Linked DNA regions of Anas platyrhynchos: region 2 is linked to region 1. Evidence: chromatin contacts called from public Hi-C data. All regions are on one chromosome and are shown on one strand. Each heading gives the region's core, a stretch centred on a gene start, on an enhancer-like site or on the middle of the called end of the contact. The rest is flanking DNA. Distances are from core to core; before and after follow the strand shown. Region 1 has its middle 48 kb from the start of SPRY1. Region 2 holds the start of SPRY1 (sprouty RTK signaling antagonist 1).

Region 1 (3,276 bases), core at 406-2,905:
TTGATCCGGAGCCTCTACAGAAACATCTGTGAGGTTTAGTGTACTGTTTTCTTATACAAGTTTCTTCCTTTTGAGAATGAACTGCATACCAAGCTTCCATAAAGCTCAATAAAACATTACTGATTGACCTCTAGAAAGGTTATATTTAAACTTATTGGATTTTTTTTCTTGATAGCTGTTAAGATGTTTAAACCTTTTTTTTTGTTTGTTTTGGTCATTCCTTTTCACAAGTCCTGATGTGATCATGGTTTTTTTCCCTTCAGCAGTAAAGAAAAATAGAACTTGTGTTCAGCAGCTGTGGACCCGACTGAGGGTACGTTGCTCACTGGGCTGGTGTGTCGGTAGGAGGAGGGATTAGATGAAACTTCAGTATGATTGTGGGGAGGGGTATGTGTAGATATCCTTAAGGTTGGAGTTGGTGTCAGTTGTGAGGGGGGAGACAAACCAAGGAAAACACACAAGTGGAGAAACTAAATACCTGGCAAATGCTATGGTCCATTTTCTTACTATTATCCCTTTATTGATTTTTCTTCATTCTGAATCTCCTAAAGCAGTGAGCAGACCAAGGCTTATTTTATTTCCTCTCATTCCCCCCAGATAGAGGAGAAGGAAAAAGAGGAAATCCTGCTCGCTCTCTCTTTCTCAAAAAAAAAAAAAAAAAAAAAAAAGAAATTATTTGTAGGATCAAGAAACATGGTGGGGTATGAGCAGTAACATCTGATTTACTGCGCTGTGACTACCACATGTGATGGTGTTTTGCCTCTTTTTGCCCCTTTGTATGCAAAATTGGAATTTGTTGTTCCTGATTAAGTGTGTGGTGAGCTGCATGCCTTCAGAAAATTGCAAATATTCTACCCACACCTCTGTTCCCATTGCTCTCTATTGCCCAATGTGGAAGTTGTGGATCTACGGGGATTTACCATTTCCTCCTAGGATCACCTGTGCTGTGGCTTAAATAAAAGTTTGTTTCTTCAGCTGTCTAACTTTCGAGTTTATCTGACTCAGGTTGACCCCTTAGTTTTATAATGAGCTAGTTTATTTGCTTGTGCAAATTGGGTTTTCTTAGACAGAAATATATCAGACTGTAAAGAGGCCAATCTTTTGATCACTTCACCTCCGGAAAGGGGAAACCTACAATGCCTTTCTGCACTCACTCGGCACTCTCTGGGTTGTTAATAACATCAAGTTACCATTCTGAGCACTTCAGTGTAGCTTTATTTATTTATTTATTTAATTTTTTAATACAGTGTTGTGGGGAAGCCTGACGTGTGAAAAAATGTTGTTTCTTCTGTCTATGCTAGAAATATTGATAGAGTTTAGAGGCTAATTACCTCTCTAATCACAGGAAATCCAGAGTCTTTGCTTAGCGACCAGTCTGACTGTTTCTAATTCTTCTTCAAATATATCTTTAGGTCACACCTATAGTCATGCATACAGGGAAGCACGAGGCCGAATCCTGGAAGAAAAGGAGGAGTAAACAGTTTGTGAAAATGGTGCCAGTTTTTCCTCGATGGGACTCAAACCTCTAATATAGCCCAACAAAGCTGGGAGCGATGTGCCAAAACATCTTTTTAATAAACAACATAGGCAGTAGGAAATAATACTGGTCAGGGCTTGTTTTTCTGGCTCAGGGCCTCATTCCAACCTGTTGCAACCAGCTATTGAACGTCTATGGGGACACCCCCATACAAGAGGCCCCACGGAGGAAAGGAACTTTTACATTTCTGTTTGCCTGGGATCCTTGCCAGTGGCTAAGTTCAAAGTGCAGTTTCCAGTAATTTGCTGTTACTACTCCGCGTGTTTGATAGGCCAGGACAGAAGCATGCAACCTGAAGTAATATTTCCTGATTTCTGACATTTCTCAAGATATGAATGGAGGTCGCTGAGGCACTAAACCTTGGAAGGGTTTTCCTGACTCCAGCGCCTTTGACGCTTTCCTTTTCTCCTCTTGTGTAGCCCCCTTCCCTCCCCCATCTCCTTCCTTAGGTCACATCCCCTGCTGTTGTCAGTTCCGTATTTGGATGAAATTCATATTGATTGTTTCCCTGTGCAAACACTGTGTGGCTGCTGTTCTTATGCAACCAGAAAAATACTATTGATTTACTGAGTGTGAGGGTTATTTAGATTGATATCATTCTGTAGTAGCGATAACACTTTTGTCTCTCCTTAGAATGACAGTTAACCTTTTCATTTTGGGGGAAGAGGGTGCAAACGAATTTCTTCTGCTCTGTAAAATGCAGGAAGAAGGGGGTTAGGCACAGAGAGAAACCAGTGGAATAGCTACTGTTCTCTGTAACATGTAGTTGTAGGCCATGCGTATGCCGTTGTGGTTATGGAAGAAGCATCCTCTATAATTAAGATTATATAAGCAATCATATTGTAACTCTGTTTTTCAGCTTTCCAAAACTTGCCTCTTTTGGGCTGATATTTTCTTGGCTTGTTCTCTGCCATGTGACAGTTTGTAGTATGTTTTTTTTTTTTTAACTTTTTTTTTTCTTCTCTTCCCAAAGCAGGGGTGCAAATGCCTGGTGGGGGGAGGGGTGTTATCTCTTGAAAATTTTGAAAAGTAGACCCAGAGTCAAGATGAGTTTTAGGCAGAAAGTTGCCTGGACATAACTGTCAAAGAGGGACTAGTCTTTCAGCGAGCACTATGTTTTATTTCTGAGAAATCTGTGCAAAAAGTAATATACATGTGCTGAGGTTGTGAAGGCAGCCTAGTTTCTTATTATCTTGGTCCTCTCCCTCTTTTTTTTTTTTTTTTTTTTTTCCAGGTTAAATATGCAGACTTCCTTGATATGCAGGGGTGCGGGGGTATTAGTACAGCTACCTACAAGAGCAGAGCAGTGGGAAACTTAAAGGTGCAGTACTTACAGTTCTGACTACCTCGCCTACAGGACAGTGAAATCTTGCATGAACAAAAGCTAAACAGTGAAACAGTACGTGCTGATTTTGTACTGGAGCTTTGTACTTTTCTCCCGAAACTGTCTTTCTGAAAACCAAATAAAATTCCTTTATCTACTATATACTTTAGAGTTTTCAAATAAACAAGCAAGCAAATACCTTCTCTTCCAGAGTATGCTAACAGGTGTTCACACAATTCAAGCACTCACGAGGTTTTAATCATTAAGCTAAACAGTTCCTTGAAAGCAGAGGAATTTGTAGTTAATACTGGTCTTTATGCTTGCGCTGATCACTCCATATCCAGTCCAGTGTGCCCACTGTGGTGACATGGGTTGGCCTACTTAAATAACAAGCTGAAGGGAGAACTGAACATGT
Region 2 (3,276 bases), core at 355-2,854, 48 kb before region 1:
TAAAAGGTGTTAAGCAATGTTTTCACAGCAGTTTCCTAGGAAAGAAATGCACTGACTTGTGTGAGAAGACAGTCGGTTGCTAGATGCGAGTGTGCCTGGCCGTGCAGCAGAGCCCCGCTGACCCCAGCAGTGCGGTTATCTGCAGTTTATCTGCAGTTTACCTACTGCTGCCGCCGATGCTCCTCCTGTCAGCACCGCTGCAAGAATTAGTATGTATAGCACACCTATATAATGCTGGTTTTTCATCTGTACTTAAAACAGAGTTGTTTTTTTTTCTGTGTGTGAAATAAAGCTAAAGTATAGTGGGAGATGATAGATTTGCACCACGAAGCGCTACACTCCCATAGTAACTTTTGTTATTTTTTGGTGGTTATTTTTGTTCTTCAGTAGGAATTACTGTTAGTTGGAAGAGTGGTAGGTTCCAAAGGTTTCAGATGGGTTTCAGAAATTTCAAAAGTTAGCTTTTTGCTTTCTGCTTGCAGTGTGTCTGAGAGTGCTTTCGGTGAGGAATCCCATTTTCTAATACCCCTTGTAATATTAGTAATGAACTGGCTTATTTTATGGCCATGCTTGTCACTTGAGCCTCTGTGATTGGAAGTTCATCTGTCTGATTGATAGTTCGTCTGTATCAGACGATACATCCGAATGATATTTCAGAATTGATAGATCATCTGTATTTATTTCACGGAGAAATACATTGTTGAAATCAATTTTTTGTATAGTGATGGAAATTAAAAAAAAAAAAATGTGGTTTGGATATTTTCTTTCCAAGCCTGGTGAAGATTAATGAAAAATAATTGCACGGGGACAGTGCATGTGGTCTGGGTGGACAGGGGGTGCTACAGCAGAATAGCTTTGCATGGCTATTTTCTCGTTTGTAAGGATTTTTTGCACAGGTCTTTTCTTTGCACAGGTATTTTCTTGTTTGCAAGGATTGGTATTAGTAAGAATGGAGGTTCCCCATAAGCAGCTTTGAGTATTCGTAGTGTGTGTGTGTATTTTTTGTTTTCCTTTGGGACAGACGATGGGAGATCTTCACCTTCCTGTAGGAGATTGTAAAAGCCAGTTAGAATACTTTGGATAAACTTGGGACCTAAGGGATGGTTAGCCAAGTAGTGAAGAGCCTCGCACGTCCCAGTAGGTTGCACATTCTTAGAAATAACTCCCCAAACGCTGATTTCCTTTAACATCCTTTCCCCGCGTTCTTCAAGGTGCCTCTAAACGACCCCTGGCTCGACACGAGCGGGCGGCTCAGCGCCGAGCCTCGACCCCCGCAGGGCCTTGCCGCAGCCCCCCCACCCCTCACACCGCTGCCCCTCCGTGCGGGCCGGGCCCCTCGGGGCTCCCGCTCCCCCTGCTGGCCGGGCCGGGGGCGGCCACCTGCGGCCGGGCCGAGCCGGGCGGTGCCGGGCCGGGCCGGGCCGGGCCGGGCCGTGCGGGAGGGAGGGAGGGGGCGAGGCGCGGGGCAGGGCCGGGCCGGGAGGGACTCGGGGCGGGAGGCGGGCGGGCGGCGCGGCCCCCGCGGGCTGGAGCCGTGCGCGGGCGGAGTCCAGTCCGGGATTTCGGGGGCGCCGCGCGGTGACACATCGGCATCACGGGGGCGCGGCCGGGCGGCGGGCGGGGGCTGCGCGCTGAAAGGCGGCGGAGCGCGGCCGCGCTCACTCCGGCGCGGCGGCGGGACGGCGCCAGGCTGCCTGCACTGCCCGGGCTGGACTCCGCGCCGGGGCCGCCAATGTGCCCCGGCAGGCAGGCTCTCACCTCGCCCTCCGGTAAGCTGCGCGCCGCCGGGGCCGGGGCAGGGGCAGGGGCTGGGGCTGGGGCAGGTGCGGGGCCGGGCGGGCGGAGAGGGAGGGAGGAAAAGAGAGCGAAGGGGGCGGCGGGGCGAGCCCCGGAGCCGATCTGCTGGCGGCGAGGCGGCGGCCGGGCTCGCAGGCTGTCAGGCGGCCGCCGACGGCAGCGCCGAGCACATGGCAGCCGCTCGGCTCCGGCTGCAGCCCCGCTCCCCGCTGCCCCCGCGCTCAGCCCTGGCCGGTGCCGGGAGCGCCCCGCGGAGCCGCCGCGGTGAGGCTCGAGCTGCTTTACGGTCGTCGGTGCTGCTTTTACTACCGCTGCTGCTGGTTTCTAGCATCGCTGCAAGCCCGGTGTCTGCCTCGGGAGGACGGGCGGAGCGCTGCCCCTCGCAGCAGCCGCGGGGAGCGAGGGGCAGGCGACCCCCGAGGGGCGGCGGGGTGGGCTGCGAGCCCGGCTTGGCCGCAATTAGCGCCTCCCGGCGTAATTAGGGAGGTAATGGGCTTCGGGGCGTGCTTTTTTTTTTTTTTTTTTGCGCCTGGAAGCGGCGGGGCGAGCAGGTGCCGGGCGGCACGGAGCGGGGCGGAGGGCGAGGAGGAGGAGGGCGGCGGTGCCCTGACAGAGCCCGGGCGGCGCTCAGCGGCCGGGGGGCTCCGGGCAGACCCGGGGGGGAAGGAGCCGAGCCGTGCCGTGCAATACCGAGCCGTGCTGTGCTGTGCCGAGCCGAGCCGTGCCGGCTGCCCGCAGCCGTCTGCGGGGATTCCCCGCCCCGGCAGCGGCCGTGCCGCCGTGCGCTGGCGCTTTAAACGCCGGGAAGTCCGCCCTCCGCAGGGAGCAGCGACCTCGGGCTGCGCCCTCCCCCTGCAGAAGGCGGGGGGGAAGCCCTTGTTTTCATTCATAACTTTTTTTTTTTTTTTTTTTTTTTTTTTTTCCCCTCCCCTCCTCTTCCTTCCTCCCCGTCAGCTGCGCGCCCCGCCAGGCTCGCAGGGGGCGCCGCCCGCCGCAGCACCTCGGGGCCGGGGCTCGGCCAGCCCCGGGAGCGGTGCGGAGCGGAGCCGCCCGGTCCCCTCGCCCCGTCCCGCCTCATGCGGCCCCGTGAGCCGGGGGCAGCCGCCGCTGCGAGGCCCGGGGGTGTCCCCCCGGCGGCTTCCCTCGGCCCCTGCCGCCCTCCGCCTGCCCCCCAGATGGCACTGGCTGCCTTTCGCCGTGCCGTGGGATGTGGTTTTGCCTTCCCCCGGGAGCCCGGCTGCCGCCCGCTGCGGCTGTGAAGCTCTCCTGCTGCGCCTTCATTCAGCCTCAGCGCCTGGCGGGGCGGTGTGCGGAGTGAATCAGAAGTGAGTGCGGTGCTCCTCGGCTTCTCGTGCTTGCTTGCTTCCGAAGCCCGTGACCCTAAAGCCCTCGCAGGTGACATTTAAACGTCAAATCAACCTTCGGCTGGCGGATCAGCACGGAGACTTTGCGTCCTGGTAGAAGCTGGTGCTAAGCTTG

Evidence for each region. A called contact is a pair of places that touch in the nucleus more often than the background predicts.
Region 2: a contact with region 1 is called in a Hi-C map of skeletal muscle, with 4 times the contacts expected there. The contact joins the promoter of SPRY1 here to the enhancer-like site in region 1. A contact is called at or near these places in 2 of 8 Hi-C or Micro-C datasets (skeletal muscle and subcutaneous adipose tissue).

The regions. Positions count from the first base shown.
Region 1 is chr4:46,009,785-46,013,060 of IASCAAS_PekinDuck_T2T, reverse strand. No RefSeq gene overlaps it. Among named protein-coding and RNA genes, the nearest start is that of SPRY1, 48 kb to the left of the region's middle. Within about 2 kb of position 1,655, at least 1 of the 8 cell types and tissues checked has an H3K27ac peak or open chromatin away from gene starts, as enhancers often do. A contact at or near this core is called in subcutaneous adipose tissue, where this site is marked.
Region 2 is chr4:46,057,842-46,061,117 of IASCAAS_PekinDuck_T2T, reverse strand. It overlaps SPRY1 (sprouty RTK signaling antagonist 1), which reads left to right and starts at 1,604. Exons shown (of 2, transcript XM_027456822.3): 1 at 1,604-1,769.